2 separate regions of the Macaca mulatta genome follow, and region 1 is linked to region 2. The links are chromatin contacts, called in public Hi-C maps. All regions are on one chromosome and are shown on one strand. The core of a region is the stretch at or near the end of the contact, and the rest is flanking DNA. Distances in the headings are between cores, read along the strand shown. Region 1 holds the start of SLC25A33 (solute carrier family 25 member 33). Region 2 holds the start of TMEM201 (transmembrane protein 201).

Evidence for each region. Hi-C and Micro-C count contacts between places; a contact is called where the count stands out from the background.
Region 1: a contact with region 2 is called in a Hi-C map of cortical neurons, with 2.2 times the contacts expected there. The contact joins the promoter of SLC25A33 here to the promoter of TMEM201 in region 2. A contact is called at or near these places in 2 of 14 Hi-C or Micro-C datasets (blood and cortical neurons).

The regions. Positions count from the first base shown.
Region 1 is chr1:231,229,359-231,232,687 of T2T-MMU8v2.0, reverse strand. It overlaps SLC25A33 (solute carrier family 25 member 33), which reads left to right and starts at 1,840. Exons shown (of 7, transcript XM_015147599.2): 1 at 1,840-2,098. The coding sequence starts at 2,043.
Region 2 is chr1:231,177,589-231,181,170 of T2T-MMU8v2.0, reverse strand. It overlaps TMEM201 (transmembrane protein 201), which reads left to right and starts at 1,788. Exons shown (of 11, transcript XM_077975080.1): 1 at 1,788-2,034. The coding sequence starts at 1,922.

The DNA.
Region 1 (3,329 bases), core at 591-3,090, 51 kb before region 2:
TAAATAAATAAATAAATAAATAAATAAATAAAAATTTAAAAAATAAAAATAAAAAATTATTTATTTTTACTTTTTTTTTTTCTTTTATAGAGACAGGGTTTTGCCCCGTTACCTGGGCTGGTCTTGAGCTACTGGACTCAAGTGATCCGCTCTTCTCAGCCTCCCAAAGTGCTGGGATGACAGGCATGAACCGCTGTGCCGGGTTTTCTTTACTTCTTTTTGTCAGATATCTCATGTCCTGGTATGGTTTCCCCTTCTCCTAGGCCTGGGAGCAATTGGTTTAATGGTAATCACTGTATTTGCATTTTGGAGGACTGCGCCTAAGAGCTGTTTTTATTTAAAGAGTCCCAGCAATCAAATACAGATTGGATTGCTAGCTCGCCTGTTTCCACACAATTCCCTCCTACTTAAACTCTCTCTGTTTACACGCAGGACTTCTAACTGCTAGTTCTGGTCAAGGTACAGCTTTCTGGAGCTCTGAGAGACGGAAGAGAAAGGGTTGGTGCGCTCTACAGGTGAATGGTGGGCTGTTGAGAGAGAAACAGACATAGTCCAAGGTAACAGGAAAGCTTCTGGCACTGGTGCCTGTACAGTCAGTGGTGTCACTGCCAGGACAGGAAATAGGAGAGGCAGAGCAGGTTTGGGGGAGGGGAAGAATGATAAGTTCAGTTTGGGAGCTTTATTCATTAGCTCCTTGGGCATTACTAGGTGGCAGGTACCATGTCAGGAACAACCGTGAACAAAGAAGATCCCTGCTCTCCTGAAGCTTACATTCCTGTATGGGAAGGACAACTTAAATAAATCAACAAACTGCAGAAGCCTGGTTCTATAGTCATGTGACAGACTGCTCTGCAAAGGCGGCCAGGGAAGACTCCATCTTGGGGAGACCTGGAGATTAGACGATGTCAGGCTGAGTATGACAATGACCCAGGGACATAGCCTGAGAGAAGCTGTTTGGATATCTAGGTCTGGGCTGGAGATGATCAGAAAAGAAGCAAAAAGCCTACTGCAAAATATGCGCAGCATATAATACTACTTATAAGGAGATGAAAAATACACATAATGATAATGATTATTAATTATTTGAGACAGAATCACGCTCTGTCGTCCAGGCTGGAGTTCAGTGGCACGATCTGGGCTCACCGCAGCCTCCGCTTCCCGGGCTCAAACGATTATCCAGCCTCAGCTACCCAAGTAGCTGAGATGACAGGGGTGCGCCGCCTCGCCTCGTCCAGCTAACTTTTGTATTTTTAGTAGAGACACGGTTTCGCTATCTTGGCCAGGTTGGTCTGTAACTCCTGGCCTCGGGCGATCCGCCCGCCCGCCTTGGCCTCCCAAAGTGTTGGGATTGCAGGCGTGAGCCACAGAGCAGGGCCTCACTGATTATTTGAGGCTGTTTAGGTTACGGTTTTTTAGATTCTGGGTTTTTTTCCCCTAAACGGGGTAGTGAGTACAGAGGCGTGAGATGTAACACGTAATTTGTACACCTTTTGCACACGTAAATATCACAAAGTAAACTTTTAAAATAAGGCAAGGCCTAGGGCCTCGCGAGGTTTCTCTGAGGACCGAGGACCAGGCAGTCACAGCTAGTTTCCACTGCCTCCACGCTCCGGCCTAGGCCAGCCCCTCTCCCCAGTCATCCGCTCGGGGCTGGCTCCGCCCCAGAACTGCGCAAACTCCCCGCCCACATCTGCTTCCTAACCAATGGGCGCTCGAGATTTGGGCCCACACCCCCGTCACGCCCCGCCCCAGACTCGCGCGCCGCGTGTCGTCACGGCCCGGCCCCCGCCACGTGACGGCCGCGCGCCGGGCTCTCGCTCCCCGCCGGGCTCGCGCCTCAGAGGCCGGTGAGGCGCCGGCGGCCACGCCGCGGAGGGCGCGGGCCGAGCAGAGCCGGGCGTTGAGGCCCGCGCGCGCATGGAGGCGTTGCCGGCAGGCCCCTGAGGGCAGCGGGGAGACACGACCCGGCGACCTCGCGCATCCCTCGAGCCGCCACGCGCTCTCGCCACCGGGCGGCGACGGGCCGCGGAGCCGGAGCGGCCATGGCGACGGGCGGCCAGCAGAAGGAGAACACGCTGCTTCACCTCTTCGCCGGCGGGTGAGTTTCCGGGCCCAGCCGCGCGCCCCGCCGCCTGCGGTCCCCTCGGCCTTCGTCCCGGGCGCGGTCCCAGCCTCCCGCGGCGGTTACCGGCCCTCCCCGGGCTACGGCGCCGGCGCCCGGGAGGAGGAAGTCCCGGCGTCGGGGGCTGGTGGGCAGGGCCAAGGGAGGGGGTCGGGCCTTCCTCACCCCCTATCCTGACCGCAGCCCCCAGGGCGGCTGTGCCCCGCCGCCCGTCCTCCCCGCGGCGTCCCCAGCTTTTTCCCATTCTGAACAGTCAGTGGTCGGTGAGTGTTGCTCGGCGGCGGTCCTGCCTGGACGCTGTGGCGCGGTCCCCCTCCCCCGCCCCCTTCTCCCGGGGCCTTTCCCGAAGCGCAGCGCCTCAGAGCCCGGGGCAGGATCGCTGATGCTCGGGTGTGCCCGAGGTTCTTCAGGGCAGTGCGGGAGGTCATCCGGACGGGCAAAACGGTCTGCGGACGTTGGACGCCAGCAAGGCCTGGATGGTGCTGGGGAACGGTGATGCTGGCGGCCACACGCGGGATGGCTAAGCCTGGGACCCGGACTAATATGAGGTCTGGAAGGTGTGTTGAGACACTTCTCGCCGGCTGGTGGACGCTTCCAACGCCGGAGACCGCAGAATTGTAAGGTGTTCGTTGTTTTGAAAGCTGCATTAGGTCTATGATCAGGCACCTTTTTTCCAGCGGAGACAATGCATTTTTAGGAGGTTGAGTTCTGCGGTTAGGAAGGGAGATGATTTTTACCTCCCTGCCCCTCACCACCTCCCCCCTTCCTCCTCCTCCCCCCTGCGAGGAGGTAAAATATTTTTGAGTATTAGTAATTTTCTTTTTTCCTTTATCACAGCCGGTGGCTTGGGGTCCTTTCGGAGTCTTCCAGATGTTTGGGGTCTTAATTTGAGGACCTCATGGGCCTGGCACAGCAATTTTTGAGTGTAGGATATTTTGCATAAAATAGTTTAACCTGGATGATCATCTTGGCTTGAGTAGTTTAGTTGCAGCCTGGATTCCTACCTGGATATGTTCCTTACAACAATGGTTGAGAAACTTACCTTCGAAGATGATTGATGAAAGCGTCCCTGACCTTTTTTGTGCTTGTATTGTGGGCAGTCACCAGGTTACTTTAACCAAAAACTTTGGTGGGTCTTCATAGATAGGAAGAGTTTCTCATTCATCTCTTCCCTGTCATTCCCTTGCAACCCTTCCCTCCATGACTC
Region 2 (3,582 bases), core at 539-3,038:
ACCAGGTAGTCAGTTTGCAGTTAAGCGTTAACTATCCTTCACTTCCTACAAGCACATAAGGCTTTATTTAAGCTTTGAATATTATTTAAAAATCAATCTGCATGTTGCTTTTTTCTTTTTAATTTTTTTTCTTTTTTTTTTTTTTTTGAGATGGAGTCTCTCTGTTGCCAGGCTGGAGTACAGTGGCATAACCTCAGCTCGCTGCAACCTCCACCTCCTGGGTTCAAGCGATTCTCCTGCCTTAGCCTCCCGTGTAGCTGCGACTATAGGCGCGCACCACCACACCCAGCTAATTTTTGTATTTTTAGTGGAGACCAGGTTTCACCATGTTGGTCAGGATGGTCTCGAACTCCTGACCTTGTGATCCGCCCCTCGGCCTCCCAAAATGCTGGGATTACAGGCATGAGCCGCCATGTGCACGGCCTGCATGTTGCTTTTTTGTTGTCGTTTTTGTTTTTTCGAGAAGGAGTCTCCCTCTGTCACCCAGGCTGAATCTTGACTCATTGCAATATCCGCCTCCCGGGTTCAAGCAATGCTTGTGCCTCAGCTTCCTGAGTAGCTGGGATTACAGGCGTGCACCACCACGGCCGGCTAATTTTTGTATTTTCATTAGAGACTGGCTTTCACCATGTTGCCCAACCTGGTCTTGAACTTTTGACCTCAGGTGATCTGCCCGCCTTGGCCTCCCAAAGTGCTGGAATTACAGGTGTAAACCACCGCGCCCCGCCTGCTTGTTGCTTCTTAGAAACAATGTATCATCCATCTATGCCAATAACTCCAGATCTGGCTGGCTTGCTTGCTTGCTTCTTTCTTTTCTTTTCTTTTCTTTTCTTTTCTTTTCTTTTTTCTTTCTTTCTTTCTTTCTTTCTCTTTCTTTCTTTCTTTCTTTCTTTCTTTCTTTCTTTCTTTCTTTCTTTCTTTCTTTCTTCCTTTCTTCCTTTCTTCCTTTCTTCCTTTCTTCCTTTCTTCCTTTTCTTTCTTTCTTCTTTCTTTTTCTTTTTTGAGAAGGAGTCTGGCTTTGTAGCCCAGGCTGGAGTGGAGTGCAGTGGCGCCATCTCGGCTCACTGAAAGCTCCGCCTCTCGGGTTCCCGCCATTCTCCTGCCTCAGCCTCCCGAGTAGCTGGGACTACAGGCGCCCGCCACCACGCCTGGCTAATTTTTTAGTAGAGACGGAGTTAGTATTTTTAGTAGAGATGGGGTTTCACCGTGTTAGGATGGTCTCGATCACCTTGTGATCCGCCCGCCTCGGCCTCGGGAAGTGCTGGGAGTGCGGCCACCGCGCCCTGCCTGGATCTGGCATTCTTTCTAATGGTTGCGTTATGTTGCGAACTATGGCTGTCCTATGATTTATTTAACCATGTCCCTATCCGTGGATGATCGTGTTTCTAAAAAACTAGTTTTTCAACCATCGGAGCGGCTTAAGGAGCTGCTAAACAGCACTGGGCGCAGAGGCTGGGTTTGACTAGACAGGATTAGGGAGGGGGAAAAAGACTAATTACAAGCAGTTGCGTACTCTGGAGATGCTCCCCTTCGCAGAAGCTCGGTGTACTGTCTGCAGCCAGACCTCCCCGCCTGGCGGCGGGCGCGGGAGGCAGAGGGCGGGGCTTTCCCACCGGGCTCCGTGCCCCGCCCTCCCCGCACCGCCTTCCACCTCCCGCCGCGTGGGGGCGCTCCCGGGCCGGCGCTGTCGCTTCCGCCGCCGCCCCGCCCACCCGGGCTCGCCCCGCGTCCCGATTGGCTGCGCGACGGGAGCGCGCCGAGTCAGGGGGCGGGCCCGCGCCCGCTACAAAGCGGCGAAGGTCACGGCGCGAGGTGGCGCGCGCCGCCTCCCCGCGTTCCGCCTGCGGCCCGCGGCCCCGGCGTTGCCGCCTCCTGCCCGCCTGCCAGCCTGCCGGCCTGCCGTCCCTCCACGCGGAGAGCCATGGAGGGAGTGAGCGCGCTGCTCGCCCGCTGCCCCACGGCCGGCCTGGCCGGCGGCCTGGGGGTCACGGCGTGCGCCGCGGCCGGCGTGCTGCTCTACCGGATCGCACGGAGGTGAGTGCACGGCTTGGCCCCACGCGGCCCTCGGCGCCGCCCGCCGGGCCCGCCCCCGCGCCGCCCCGGCCCGCTGCCCGCCTCCGCGCCGCCTTGGCCCGCTGCCCTCCTTGGCCCGGACCTGGCCTGCCCGCGGGCGTGTGGAGACCCCCCAGCGCGCGCCGCCGCCCCCCGAAACCGGGTTGGGACTGCAGTCGGGAAGCGGCTGCGGAGTCAGGGGGGCGGCGGGGACTCCGGGAACGTGGGGTGCGGGCGGGAGCGCGGCGCGGGGCCCACAAACTTCCTCCGGGAGCCGCGCGGGGCTGGAGCCGGTGCGCGCGGGCCGCCCCTGCCCTCAGCCCGGTGCTGGGCCCCGGTGTACAGCGATGCTGGCGATCGCGGCTGGCGCTTGCCACTCGGCATGTGACGTCCCAGGTGTTTTTCTACACGCCTCACATCCGCGCGTTTCAGAGCCACAGCCCCTGCTTCCACTAGAGCAGCTGAGGGACAGGGAGGCTGAGTAAATTGCTGTTAACGAGAGGAATCATGGTTTGAGCCCATGGAGCCTGTAGGGCAGATCCCTAGAATGGGCTGCCTCCCAGAGGTGGGCAAGGCCTGAGATGCCTCAAAACAGTTCATGACGGGCCGGGCCACCCTCATCCCTGCCCCACTCACGGGCCATGTGGGCTCCCGTGTTCAGATCCGGCCTCTTTCATCGGCCTCCATCGCCAGGCATAAAAGCTTAGTGGCCTCTTGCTTCAGCAGAGCCTCGCAGGTAGCTTACTGTTTCTCCACCTGATCCACCTTTCCAGAGAGCAGGGGGGAAATTGGGGTTGTGAGAACATCCTAGAAAGAGTGGATGGGTTTGCAGCATTCAGCAAGGGATGCAGGGAGCTCACACCCTTAAGTAAAAGGGGAGAAGGGACTTGCCCACTCAGCGGCAGAGCTGGGGTTTGAACCCTGACCGTCTGGCTGGTCTGTGTGTTCTTCCTTAACCCATACCGGTGCTGCTTCTCTCCTCCAGGGGGAAGACAGGGGGAAGACAGGGAAAAAGAAGTACAGGCGGTTGAGTCGCAGAGGCTTCCCAGAGGAGGAAGGGATGGGAGGGACATCAGCTGTGTCTGGAGGATCAGCCAGATGTGACTAAGGAGGGTAGCTGGGGACTGAGTGACCCCAGCCCAGGGGTCCCTGACAACCAAGTCTCTCCGTGTCAGTTTCTGCTGGATTCTGGAAGCCGGGCATCTGCAGGACCAGCTTGTCCAAGCCGGTGGTTTTATACCCAGGGGACTGAGGTCCAGAGACCTCAGGTGATTTGCTTAGATTCCCAGAGCATGTTGCCAGCTGAGCTGGTCCAGCACCCGGTGTTCTTCCTGGACGAGGCTGCCTCTCAGCTAAGCCAGGATGAGGGGTGTTGCCCCAAGGATCAGAGCCTGGGCAAGGGGATAGTCTCCCAGCCACACAGCACCTCTGTTGTAATTATGGAGGCTGGGCTTGGACTGGGTGGCTCACTGTGCCGCACACTGCGGCTGTCCTCAGGGGTCCTGTCTCCCCTTCCTGCCCTGCTGGCCA